2 separate regions of the Sus scrofa genome follow, and region 1 is linked to region 2. A link is a contact called in public HiChIP or PLAC-seq data. All regions are on one chromosome and are shown on one strand. Each heading gives the region's core, a stretch centred on a gene start, on an enhancer-like site or on the middle of the called end of the contact. The rest is flanking DNA. Distances are from core to core; before and after follow the strand shown. Region 1 holds the start of VTI1B (vesicle transport through interaction with t-SNAREs 1B). Region 2 holds the start of LOC106508372 (pleckstrin homology domain-containing family H member 1-like).

What was found. HiChIP or PLAC-seq counts read pairs in DNA pulled down with a chosen protein or histone mark.
Region 1: an H3K27ac HiChIP or PLAC-seq map of alveolar macrophages shows a contact between it and region 2. The contact joins the promoter of VTI1B here to the promoter of LOC106508372 in region 2. A contact is called at or near these places in 1 of 5 promoter capture datasets (liver), 2 of 47 Hi-C or Micro-C datasets (embryonic fibroblasts and heart right ventricle) and 2 of 2 datasets of contacts at active chromatin or transcription factors (alveolar macrophages and skeletal muscle).

Annotation. Positions count from the first base shown.
Region 1 is chr7:91,411,684-91,417,669 of Sscrofa11.1, forward strand. It overlaps VTI1B (vesicle transport through interaction with t-SNAREs 1B), which reads right to left and starts at 1,797. Exons shown (of 6, transcript NM_214437.1): 1 at 1,675-1,797. The coding sequence starts at 1,789. It overlaps RDH11 (retinol dehydrogenase 11), which reads right to left. Exons shown (of 8, transcript XM_005656347.1): 8 at 3,358-5,202. The coding sequence ends at 5,100.
Region 2 is chr7:91,244,206-91,250,907 of Sscrofa11.1, forward strand. LOC106508372 (pleckstrin homology domain-containing family H member 1-like) reads left to right here and starts at 3,480. Exons shown (of 17, transcript XM_021099392.1): 1 at 3,480-3,757. LOC110261620 (a long non-coding RNA gene) reads right to left here and starts at 3,312. Exons shown (of 3, transcript XR_002345984.1): 1 at 2,841-3,312; 2 at 460-522.

The DNA.
Region 1 (5,986 bases), core at 547-3,046, 170 kb after region 2:
GGCTCAGTGGGTTAAGGATCCGGTGTTGCTGTGAACTGTGATGTAGGTCGCAGATGTGGTTAGGATCTGGCATTGGTGTGGCTGTGGCGTAGGCTGGCAGCTGCAGCTCCAATTCAACCCCTAGCCTGGGAAGTTTCATATGCCACGAATGCAGCCCTCAAAAGACAGGAGGAAAATCAAACAAACAAAAAAAAACAAACTTTCAATTGCCAGCCACTGCATTTAGAAAAAGATGGGAATCTTTTCCACAAGGCCCCAGGTGATCTGGCCCTGCCTACCTCTTTAAAGCTTCATCTATTATCACAATCTCCTCCTTCCACCCCAAACACTGACCTTCTTGTTCTTCCTAGAATATACCAAGCTCATTTCTGCTCAAGGATCTCTGCAGTACCGTTCTGTCTTCCTGACTCTCACTTTCCCCAGATTTGAATGGTTCACCCCCTTACTTCAAATCTCTGCTCAACTTAACTTCAAATCACCTCCTCAAAGAGGCCTTTCACAGCTACTCAAGTTAAAGCTAGAGCCCCCTCCCTATTTCTTTGCCCTGTTTTATTTTCTCACATTGCTTTAACACCACCTCTTTTTTTTGTCTTTTTGCCATTTCTTGGGCTGCTCGCACAGCATATGGAGGTTCCCAGGCTAGGGGTTGAATCGGAGCTGTAGCCACTCACCTACGCCAGAGCCACAGCAATGCGGGATCCCAGCCGAGTCTGCGACCTACACCACACCTTACAGCAACGCCAGATCAACCCACTGAGCAAGGTCAAGGATCGAACCCGCAACCCCATGGTTCCTAGTTGGATTCGTTAACCACTGAGCCATGACGGGAACTCCGCACCACCTCTTGATATTTATATTATCATCAACCTATAGAAGAGACTTTAAGCGTTTTCACTGTAGTTTGTAATATTACCAGCATCTAGGACAGTGCCTAGCACACAGCAGACTCCTCCAATAAATATGTTAAACAAAGATATAATTCTCACCAGTGTGTCAATTCATATGACCTTGAGGAACTCACAGAGCAAACACTCAAGCTTTGACACTTAAGTAAAAACAACAAAAATCTTACCTGCTTTGCCATGGAGAGCTATTTGTCTTAGGACAAAAAACTATGGCAAACTTCCCTATGTGAATTCGAACTCTTTATTTCCTCCAAGCAAAACCTGCAGCAATCCGAACTTTAAAATCAAGGAGCAAGAAACAGTCTAGGCGGAGTTCAGAGGACGACCATACCTAATGATCACAATCCTGATTTTAAAGAACCCCCCCTCCAAGACTGGTTACTTACCAACCCCCAGAGTTATGACTCCTTTGGGTTCTGAACTTTTTTTGTGCTACGGCTCTTCTGCCAGTCTGGGTCTCTTTTGAAAATAGTTTTGGATATATAAAACAAAAATACAGAAAGCTACAAAAGAAACCCATTCTACTGAAACACAGCATCTCAGATTTAAGGTCTGTACTCTTCTTGCCACGCTGAAGACGAAACGAGAAAAATCTGAACGCTATAGGATCAAAAGGGAACACCTGGCAGTAGGGAGCTCCCGGGTGCCTGGACCCAGCCAACCTTAGGGGGCGTGTCTGAGAATGAGAAGCGAGAGAAGAGGGTGGGGGCCCTTCCTCGCAGAGCTGGCGGAGCCGGGTTCCCCTAGGCTCAGCCCGCCCCCGCCTTACCTGTCCCTGCTATCCCCAGGAGCCGCTCCGGCACCCCTCGTAGGTCTTCATGGAGGCCGCGGAAGATCTCGTGCAGTTTCTCGAAATGCTCCGAGGAGGCGGCGGAGGTGGCCATGGCGGAGGCCGCTCTACAACAGCGGCCGCCGAGACTCAGGGCTCGGGGCCCACTTCTACGCCACCGTCAGCCGCCCAGCCCCGCAGGCATCACGGCGACCGCCGCCACCACCTCCCAGGACGAGGCGCTTCCGGCGCCGCGGCGGGGTCCTGCCGAACCGGAACGCCCACCCCCTGCATGGCGTCACTGACGGCGCGCCAGGCGCCAAAGCCTGACGGAAAGTTTGGCAGCGTGCGCTGCCCGGGCGACTCCTGCGGGGGTGGCAGCGATCTGACGCTAGCCGGCAGTCTCGGAACCCGGGAAATACCCAGCTCGGCGTCGGGGAGAGCGCCACAGCGGAAGGGACTTTGGGGACCCGCAGGCCGGGCGGCACGGCCCCCTCCCTCTCGGGATCCGCCTTCCGTCGAGGGGCTGTAGTGCATGCTGGGGGCTGTAGTTCGGCGCGGAAAACGCCCCTACTCGGAAGTCACGCATCGTTGGGGGCGGTGGCCCTGTGGTCGCCGCGGCCGCGGACGTGACGCTAACATATCGGTAGCGCGTGGTCGTCGTCTTCACTCTGGTGGTAATGTTTGGCCACTCTGATTCAGTCCACATTATGACTGTTAGCTTTCAGTTTTCGGAAAATAGCTGGGTCAGGTTCCTGCCTGCTCTCAAGCAGTAAAGCACTTTGACTGGGAGTCAAGTGATCAGTCATATGCTTTCAGGAGTGGCCCTCGGGCAGGGTGGCCCCTAAAATACTCACCCTCTAGCCGCCGCAGCTGCGGTGCACTCGTTCACTTAGCCGGTGTTTGTCAATTTAAGGGTAGTCACTGTGGTGGGATCTGGGAAAGTGTTGGTGAATAAGTTTCTCTCTGCGCTTGGGTAATTTATAATGAAGGCAGACCTGGCTTTTATCAGCTCTCTCTCAAGTGTAATGTGTTAACAATTACAAGATCTTTTTCTGCACTTCGTGGGTTTTCGTGATTTAATGGAGGAAAATTCCTATTTTCACTGATGAGTTTGCCTATGGAGCCCATTCTGGAATACTTAAAACTGCCCGCACATGTTAAAAATATATGACTGACCAGGGGTAAATGATTTGGTAATTTTTATCTCCTGGACCCTAGTTTTTTATTAGACCGAATTCATTGATCATTGATTCAACAAATTTTTGTTGAGCTCCTAATATTGAACATAGAGATAGATAGCAAAGTCTGAGGTCATCAGTGGCAGTGTACTGTGGTAAGTCCCATAGCATTGTGTTATAAATAAAAGGGACAGGTACAAAAAGAAGTAACAAATAGCCTGGGATGGAAAAAGTGATCTTTTCTTCATGAAAGATTAGTAGAAAATGGGTGAATGACTAATCAAATTATCGCATAACCAGAGTTAATGGCATTTGAATTGAGACTGTACTGTACTAGACTCTGGGACAAATTATTCTCAGAATGAGAAATGACTGCATAACTATAATAATGAAATGTTTTCTTCCTTTGACTCTAATTAAACTTTAATTATTTTCTTCTTTTGGTTCAAATTAAATTTGTTTAATGCTGACAGTTTTCATTCTGGTAAATAAAAACATGATACATAATCAAAAGTTTTTATTTGTGATTGACAGTTCAATATACATTAAATATTAATTCAGTTCCACACTATTATCAAAAGTTTCCCAATTTTTCCGTAAAATAACTATGTCTAGTTTAATGGTCAAAACAAGTTCAACAAAAGATTATTTACAAATATGAGAAGACTGTGGTCCTACACTCTTTTCTCCACCTAAGTGAATATATGTTAGTCCAAGAAAATCACAAACTCTAGTAGAAGTATGTACTCAAAACAGGGGATGAACTATTACCAATTCCTCAGCCTTCCTTCAGCAGCATTCCTTTTGATAAAAGTTCTCCAAATGTAGATTTCTAGCAAGTACAGTAGACATTAATATCAAGATAATGTAAGGAAATGCCCTAAAAGATTTTTTAAATTGACTGTAATTACCAACACCAGTCCTTAAAATATTTTGTTGAAGAAGTTCGTGCTGTGGCGCAGTGGGTTAAGAACCTGACTGCAGTAGTTTAGGTTGCTGTGGAAGCTCAGGTTCTATCCCCAGCCAGGCGCAGTGGGTTAAAGGATCCAGTGTTGCCACAGCTGTAGTTCGGATTCAATCCCTGGCCCGGGACTGAAAAACAAACCCTTAACTAGTCCCTTCATTGCCTTTGCATGCAGTATCTTCTAGGATTCTTTTTTGGATTTCTTCCATGCTACCCATGTGCTTCTTGATTGGTAGTTCTGAGCAGATACAAAGTTCACTTCTATTTGTAGCTCTACCCATTTGTATCAAAGACTGAATGACACTGATTTGATCGGTCTCTGATCATTTACCTGCACTAGGATCCAGTATAATACTGTTCCTTTGTGGCTATTTTGAATGCTCCCAACTGCATAAATATAAAAGAACACACACAAAGATACACTCAGGGACAATCATCAAAAAGCCTTTCCTGTCTTCTGGTTCTCTAAGAGAAACTAAGGCACAAAAATGAGGCCTCCTTCAGTAATTGAAGTCAGGTGGCATATCTTTGCAAACTGCTTCTTCCACTACCCTCTTGCTGGTTTGAGAAATAGAAAAATGAATGACAGTTTCAATTTGATTTTTATCTCTGCCTTCCCCCAAATTCCTACCATCCCCTAAACCCTACTACCTTCTTAGAAAAGGAAGCTCTTTTGTGGTCTAGGCATGGGAAAGTGTCTTAAAAGCGGTGTCAGAGATGAAGCCATGCCACAACCCAGATTCAGTTAAGAGTTTCTTTCAAGACTCCAGATGTTGGTGCCATGATGGTTTTCTTAAGAGATAAGGGAGAAATCTTGCTCTTGAGCCAAGCCACTGTGACTCCTGGAGCTTAGCTGAGGCTGCAGCGTGGCCCCTTTGAAGGTTGTTTGGTCGAGAGGAACTACATTGTGGACAAGAAGGACAGAAACAAATCTAAAGTGCTGTAAATCAACCCTGCCATAGCTTAGGCTCTCCTAGGTAGTAGGTTTCAGAGGGAAAATACAAGCGGTCATATGGTGGCAGGCATATGAGGGTCCACCTATCCTACATTATCTCTGGTAACTCTGGCAGTAATAGGAACAAAATAAATCTAGACAAATGCAAGGCGTTTAGATGAGTCTGGCAGTGTACACTGGGCTTTTATCCAACATCAAGCAGGCAAGGATGGAAGGTTTGCAGTCTTTGTGCTCAAGGTTTTGGCCATCCTGAAGGAGAATCATTTTGGCAGGGAGTACTGAGTAGTGTGCTGCAGGCTTCTCTTGGTCCAACTGCCATCACCCGTCAATCCATAGGGATGCCCAGCAGGTCACAGCTGACATCCCATAGCCGCCTTGCTACTGTCTCGTTACGAGCCTGGGCAGAGACCCATGCCACATGGCAGTCACTGCAAGGAAAGAGAGAGGCTTTAAGCACAGGGTTGAGAATGAAGTTGGCTCTCTGCCTGGGATAAGGAACACAGAAAAAGAAACCCAGCGATGACTTGTGCTCTGGGTGCTTCACAGGACCAGTGTTTGTCCTACCTCTTCATTCTCCAGTCTTTCCCCCAGACAAAATATAATTCCCATTTTAGAGCTCACTAGAGCATCTCTGACCAGAATGCTTTGATATATAACATATATCATTTAATCTTTATAGTCCCCTTTGTATGTACGTACTTAACTGTAATATCAGTGCCTGATTAACACTTTTGTATGTACATCTTGTTCAAATACGTCTCTAAGGTCAGCTCTATAGGATGCTGTACAGTGTCATGTCGCTGAGGTACTGCTATTTACGTTGGTCATAGATGCTTGGAGGGGTTAAAAAAATTGCTTTTTTTCTGGTCTACCTGCAGTTATAACTTTTTAAACTCAAAGAACAAGTAAAGCCAGCTTCATAACCCACAAAAAAAGGAAAAGATGACAGCAGAAAAGAAATGCTAACAAGGTACTAGGTGTTTCATACATCTTCTCTTCATTGCCAGAATTCCAATTATTTTAAGTCCCCATTAAATACAGAGGGGTATCTCAACTCTTTACCACCCAGAAAAGTTTCTCAAGGATCTTTTTTTTTTTTTTTTCATTTTTTGCTTTTTAGGGCCACACTCTCAGCATATGGAGGTTCAGGGTCAAATCGGAGCTACAGCTGCCAGCCTACACCACAGCCCCAATGTCCAATCCTTAACAAGG
Region 2 (6,702 bases), core at 2,230-4,729:
ATATGGAGGTTTTTCCTTAGAAATGGCAAAAAGACAATAAATAAATAAACAAACAAACAATCAATGATCAGATGCCACAACTTATGTAATTCTACTGTCTGATTTAATCTTCTAGAGGGAGCCATTATGATTCTCATATTAAAGTCATGGAAACTGAGTCCCGGAGAGTTAAGGAACCTGCCCACGTCTACAGAGATGAGGTTGAAACAGAACCCAAAGCAAGAGGGAAGTCACACGGAGGAGTGCAGCTGGGAGACCATCGGCTAACACCTTGGTGAGCCTTTTTCTGTGTGCCCTCAGTGTTCTGAAATCGTCCATGCATTTAACTCAGTCCACCCTCCCTTTCTAAAAGCTTTGTACTTTGTGATAAATCACTTCCATGAATACCAGTGGGAAGGAACAAAGGGGCCCTCAAACACACACCTACAGAAATGTAGGTCCTTTTTTTTTTGGCCTCACCTGTGCTATGTGGAAGTTCCCAGGCCAGGGACCGAACCTGTGCCACATCAGCGATCCAAGCAGCTGCAATGACAATACCAGATTCTTAACCCACAGTGCCACAAGAGAACTCTGGTGCAGTCTCCTTTGAAGGCAATTTGGCAACATCTATTGAAATTTAAAATTCACATTGTGTTTACACCCAGAAATTCCACTTCTAAGTATTAAACTGGACCAAGAAGTATGTACAGAGATATTCATGGTAGCAAGATCCGTAATAGCCAAGGATTAGAAACATCCTAAATATTTATCATTAGGAATGCTAGGGGAATGTTAAAAAATAAAGCAAATGGGGAGTTCCCATTGTGGCGCAGCAGAAACGGATCCGACTAGGAACCTTGAGGTTGCAGGTTCGATCCCTGGCCTTGCTCAGTGGGTTAAGGATCCGGCATTGCCGTGAGCTGTGGTGTAGGTCACAGACGAGGCTCAGATCTGGCGTTGCTGTGGCTGTGGTGTAGGCTGGTAGTCGTAGCTCCAATTAGTCCCCTAGCCTAGGAACCTCCATATGCTGTAGGTGCGCCCCTAAAAAGCCAAAAAAAAACAACCCCCAACATAGTTATAGATATAGAGAACAGGTGGTTGCCAGAGAGGAGGAAGTTGTTGGGGAGGAAAAAAATAAGTGAGGGAGATTAAGAGGTACAAACTTCCAGTTGCAAAATAAATGAGTCACATGTATGAAATGAACAGTGTGGGGAATGCAGTTAATAACTAATATCTGTTTATGGAGATTTATCATAACTAGACTTATTGAAATGCAGAGAAATATCCAATCACTATGTTGTATGATAGGAACTAACACAGTGTGGTAGGACAATTATACTTCAAACACAAAGAAACAAACAGACTCATAGAAAAGAGATCAGATTTTGTTTGTTTGTTTGTTTGTTTTAGGGCCGCACCTACAGCATATGGAGGTTCCCAGGCTAGGGGCCCAATTGGAGCTGCAGCTGCTGGCCTACACCACAGCCACAGGAACGCAGGATCCAAGCCACATCTGTGACCTACACCACAGCCTACGGCAACGCTGGATCCTTAACCCACTGAGCGAGGCCAGGGTTCAAACCCGCAACCTCGTGCTTCCTAGTCGGATTCGTTTCCCCTGCGCCATGACGGGAACTCCGAGATCAGATTTTTGATTATCAGAGGCAGGGCGGAGGGATGGGTATTGTAGGTCGGTGGTCAAAAGGTATAAACTTCTAGTTATAAGATACATAAGTCCTGATGATGTACTGTACACATGATAAATATAATTAACACTGCTGTGTTATCTATGAAAGTTGTGAAGAGACTAACTCCTAAGAGCTCTTATCACAAGGGGAAAATTTCTTTTCTATTTCTTTAATTCTGGATCTACATCTGATGAGGGATGTTCGCTAAACTTGTGGTTACCATTTCATGATGTACATAAGTCAAATCATTATGCTGCACACCTTAAACTGATACAGTGCTATATATCAATTATATCTCAATAAAACTGAGGGGAAAAGGCATCTCTAAGTGTGCCGACACATCACACTTAGAGTCAACAAATGATAAAGTCAAGAGAAAAAGAGGAAGTCAAAAGGGAAAAAAGTCAAGGGAAAAAAATACACATGTATACATATGTATTCATAAATACATGAATACTTACATATGCATAAAATATCTTAAAGGAATACACACAAAAACCTACAACAGTAGTTGCTCTTGAGGAGGAGTGATCTGAGGGACAAGGGACAGGGCAGGCGGAAGACTGACCATTCATTTTTAGCCCTTCTGTATTATTTGAAATATACACCATGTGCATGATTACCTATTTAAAATGGGTGAATGCATGCACGCATAAATGAATGAAATAACAAAATCTCCTTAGGAACTTCACAGGACTTGCTTTTGCAACACTTCAGGTATTGAAAGGGATAGCAGTGGCCAGTGTCCCAGAGTCTGGGGGTAATCTATTCCAATCCTCAGAAGCTATGAATCCATTTGCAAGTTCAGCCCCTGAAGTCCCACTGACCCCAGTTGAACTTTCATCCTTGGCCTCCCGAACTACTAGGGTCAGCTTTCCACAGAGTCTGGGCTCTTAAAATGGTGCTTGAGAATTACCTGGGGAGCTTATTAGCTGGGTAACTTCCCAGCCTCACCTCCAGAGACTCAGATTCCAACCTGTGGTGCAGCCAGGGGCTCCTTACCACCGCCTGGAGTGAAACTTCTAAAGGCCCTTTGGAGAAACAGACCCTGCTGATGTCTGCCTCTGTTCAGGCCTGACTGGGAGACCGAAGGATTGGGGAAGACAGCTGTTTTGAAACGTGAATCCTCCCCCGCAATATTGTTCATATTCATCTTCTTTACCCCATACCCACCTAACCAAAAATGGAAAGCACCAATCCCTCTGGGTGTAGGATTATCCTGGAGAGCTGAGACACAGCAAGGGTGCACTGCCAACTGCCTGAAGGCAGTGTCCTGTTGGCCTTTCTGGCTCCCCAGCCGGCTCCTTTAAAATAAATAATGCATGAATGCATACATGCATACATATATACATACGCAAGCAGGTTACCCTCTAGGCTCTGGTGAGGTTTTTTTCAAATTGCAAATTACAAATCAGAACTTTGGTCTGCCAGTGGGACAGACTCTTTGAAGTAAGGACTTCTCCACATATCCGGGAGTGACGGTTCCTGCCAGTCGCCCGACAAGTGGCTGGAATCTCTTTTGGGGGGAAGGGTCTGGTCTTGAGCCCCATCCCGCGAGGGTCCCAGGCTGCCTGGAAGATGAGCAGATGCCGGGGCGCCCCGGCCGCCCCCGGAGGCAGCCGATTCTGCCTCGGCAGAGAGCTGGAGACCGAAGTCCCGGAGAAACCCCCACCCCCCGCCCACCGGACCCCGCCGCCCTCCCCACCGCCCCAGGGACGGGCCGAGCGGTGCCGAGAGGTGGGAGGCTGGAGCCTGCTGAGGTCATTTCCTGTGCCTCTCGGCGAGCCGCCCCAGGAGCGGAGCCGGGCGCTCTGCCTTTAAGGAGCGGGCGGGGAGCGGGCGGGGAGGGGGCGCGGCAGAGCGCTGAATGGGGCGCTGCGAGGTCCGCACAGCTTTGTACTGCCTGCCCGCGGGCACCTCTCTTGGCCCTGCCCGGTCCGCCCCGCCCACCACGACCCCTGCTGCAGGGGAGCGGAGACCCGGCGGCCGCTGCGGACTCGAGCGAGATCGACGCAAGGTCAGGGGCGGACGCGCGCTCCGGGCGCCCGTGTGCCGGATACGCGGCGGGGAAGCCGGCGAGCAGGCTGGAGGTGAGCGGCCCCCGGCGCCCAGCTGGCTGAGATGGGGTTGGCGGGGACCCGGGTCGGGGTGCTTTGGCCGAGGAGAGTTGTTTAGTTGGGCGGAGAGGATCGGTTCCCTCTGGCCAGAGGGCAATTCCGGAACAGGTGCTTTCGTACCTGGAAACGAGCTCCCAGCAGCCTGGAGCGCCGGGAGCGGCAGGTCAGGCTCCGGGGACCCGCACCGCGAGGCGAGTAGCCTTCCTGGGGAGGATCCTCAGTTTGGGACCGGTTCGATCCAGTTACTCAGAGCGAACTTGCAGGCTTTCCGCCGCGTTGCCTGAGCTCTCGCTCGCTCTCACTCCTCCCGCTTCCCTCCCCGTCTCATCTCGGGTTATCTCTGTGCGATTTCTGGGGGGGGCGGGGGGGTGTTCTCTTACGGGTCCTTTTTGGATTAGGCTTGACTCCTAGAGGAGGGTCAGTCCAACAGAAAAGAAGACTAGGTGGTCTCCCTGTGACACCAGGAACTTTGGGTCTTAGAAGCCTTCGAGAGGAACCTGTCTTCGGGGCTCAGGGGACCTTAATGGAGGGGACAGAGGCAATGAAGCCCCTCCTGTGGGAGTAAGTTCACTTTCTGTTGGATTTGTTCCTGCCCGGGGACGTCTCCTCCATAAGTTTTTGCTGCGAATACACCGCACAAAACTTCTGGACAGAGCCGTAGTTCGTGCTAAAACTTCTGCTTGAAAGATCATTTTCATAACAATTTCAATGGAAAAGTCATTTGTTCCTTCCTTAAACTTTGTGGACTGTCTTCTGTGCCAAAGACACTGTGTATACGGTTACATCACTTTAACACTTTATAGAACATCCCTTCCAGTGTTTATGCAGGTTGTTATCCCCATTTTGTAAAGGAGGAAACTGGGACTCCGAAAAATTGTGATTCGCCCAAGGTCATACAGCTGAAAAGGGGAAGAGGCAAGGCACAGATGGAAGCCTCCTTAATGCCAACTGTGGAGTTTGCTCCACTGTCCACCACCCTCCCTCTCTGATCAGCCACCAAAGCTGAGGTACAGTGGGGTACATACACCCTGTGGTCCCAGACTCGTTGAAACTAATAGGGGAGCTGAGAAAATGTGGCTCCCTTTCTGCCCCCTCTAGAAGTCACCAGCCACAGCAAGAGGTATTATTCCTCCCACTCTGCTTCCAGAAGAGTGTTCTTGACCGTTCTCTTCTCCTCTCTGTGTATCTGTGTGTACACCTCTGCTCCCTGGGGGTTGAAGAGTGCTTCCTACATAACTGATGCTGAGGCACTGCCTCCCTCTTGATCTGGGTGACTTACAGCAGGCTGGCCGCTGAGCCACCATCTTGCCTGTCCTGGCCAACCCAACTGAACTGTCTCCCTCCTGTCAAAAACTCAAAACGGATCGCTTCTGTGGGGAAACAGGTGGAACTTGTTGCTAGCTGGAGGATGAATTAGAATAACCTCAGGAGGGAGTTCCTGGGTGGCTCAGTGGGTTAAGATCCAGCGTTGTCATTGCTGTGGCTTTGGTCACTGCTGTGGTGGAGTTCGATTCCTGACCCGGGAATTTGTGCATGCGGCCGATGAGGTGGGGAGGGACAAAAGCCTGAATGGACAGCAATTTGGACTTGGCCATTTAAAAATATGCATCACTGGAGTTCCCGTCATGGCGCAGTGGTTAACGAATCCGACTAGGAACCATGAGGTTGCGGGTTCGGTCCCTGCCCTTGCTCAGTGAGTTAACGATCCGGCGTTGCCGTGAGCTGTGGTGTAGGTTGCAGACGCGGCTCGGATCCTGTGTTGCTGTGGCTCTGGCGTAGGCCGGTGGCTATGGCTCCGATTCGACCCCTAGCCTGGGAAACCTCCACATGCCGCAGGAGCGGCCCAAGAAATAGCAAAAAGACAAAAAAAAAAAAATATATATATATATATATATATACACATCACTTAGCCCTACAATTCATTTCTGAGACTATCCTTCAGATAAACTCTGATATGTATGAAGTGATATCTGGTCGTTGAATATTCATTGCAGCATTGTTGATTTTAGCAAAAGGTTTAAAACAACCCAAATGTCTGTCAAGTAGGGACTCAAGTGAAATCAGGTGAAAGCCATACAGTAGAATACAATAAAGCTGTTAAAAAGCGTGAGGGGAAAATGGGGCAGAGATCTATCTCCATATAGGAGGCTCTCTGAGTTGCATTAAGTACAATGTGTATGGTGTGCTGCCATTTGTGTGTGTGTGTGTGTGTGCAATGTGTGTGTGAATGCTTATATATAACGTGGAATATTTTGAAAGACACAAATCCCCGGAAGAGTGGTTGCCTCTGGGGAAACTATGGCTGGAGTACGGGGGTGGGAAGATGCCTCACTTTGCACCATATTGAATTTTGTTCAGTATTCAAAAATAAAGCGATAAAATCATTTTTAAAAATTCCCTGACCTCCTCTCCCATGTGGTGGTGAGCACATCTGTGGGCTGCCTCTCTTAGTATGTGCTCTGGGTTTGCCTTTGGTTTGTTGATAGTAGCCGTCACTTATTGAGCACTTACTGTATGCCAGGCTTTTGTAATACCTCCTTTAATTCTCAGAAAAAAAAACCGACATACTGTGAGCAATGAAACTGCCAGTTTTGAAGGTCAAAGAAATGGTTAAATGTTGACAGTTTCATGGGGTTCAGCTTAATCTTTTTGTTCTCCTTTTCAAATATCATTGCCCTTAATTTCAGATAGGCTGAGAGGAGTTAAGCAGATGGTTGAAGGTCACAGGGTTAAGTCGTGCTTGAGCCAGGATTCAAACCCAGGCCTGTTTGGCGCCCAAACTCAGAATCTTAAGCACTCCGTTCTGCTGTTGCTCTTTAGTGGTTTTGTCTCAAGGGGATGCTATTCCTGGCTCTCCTAGCCCTTCTGGTATATAGATCCCGGAAGGCTGGCACAGGCTCACCTTTTCATGTCTCTCC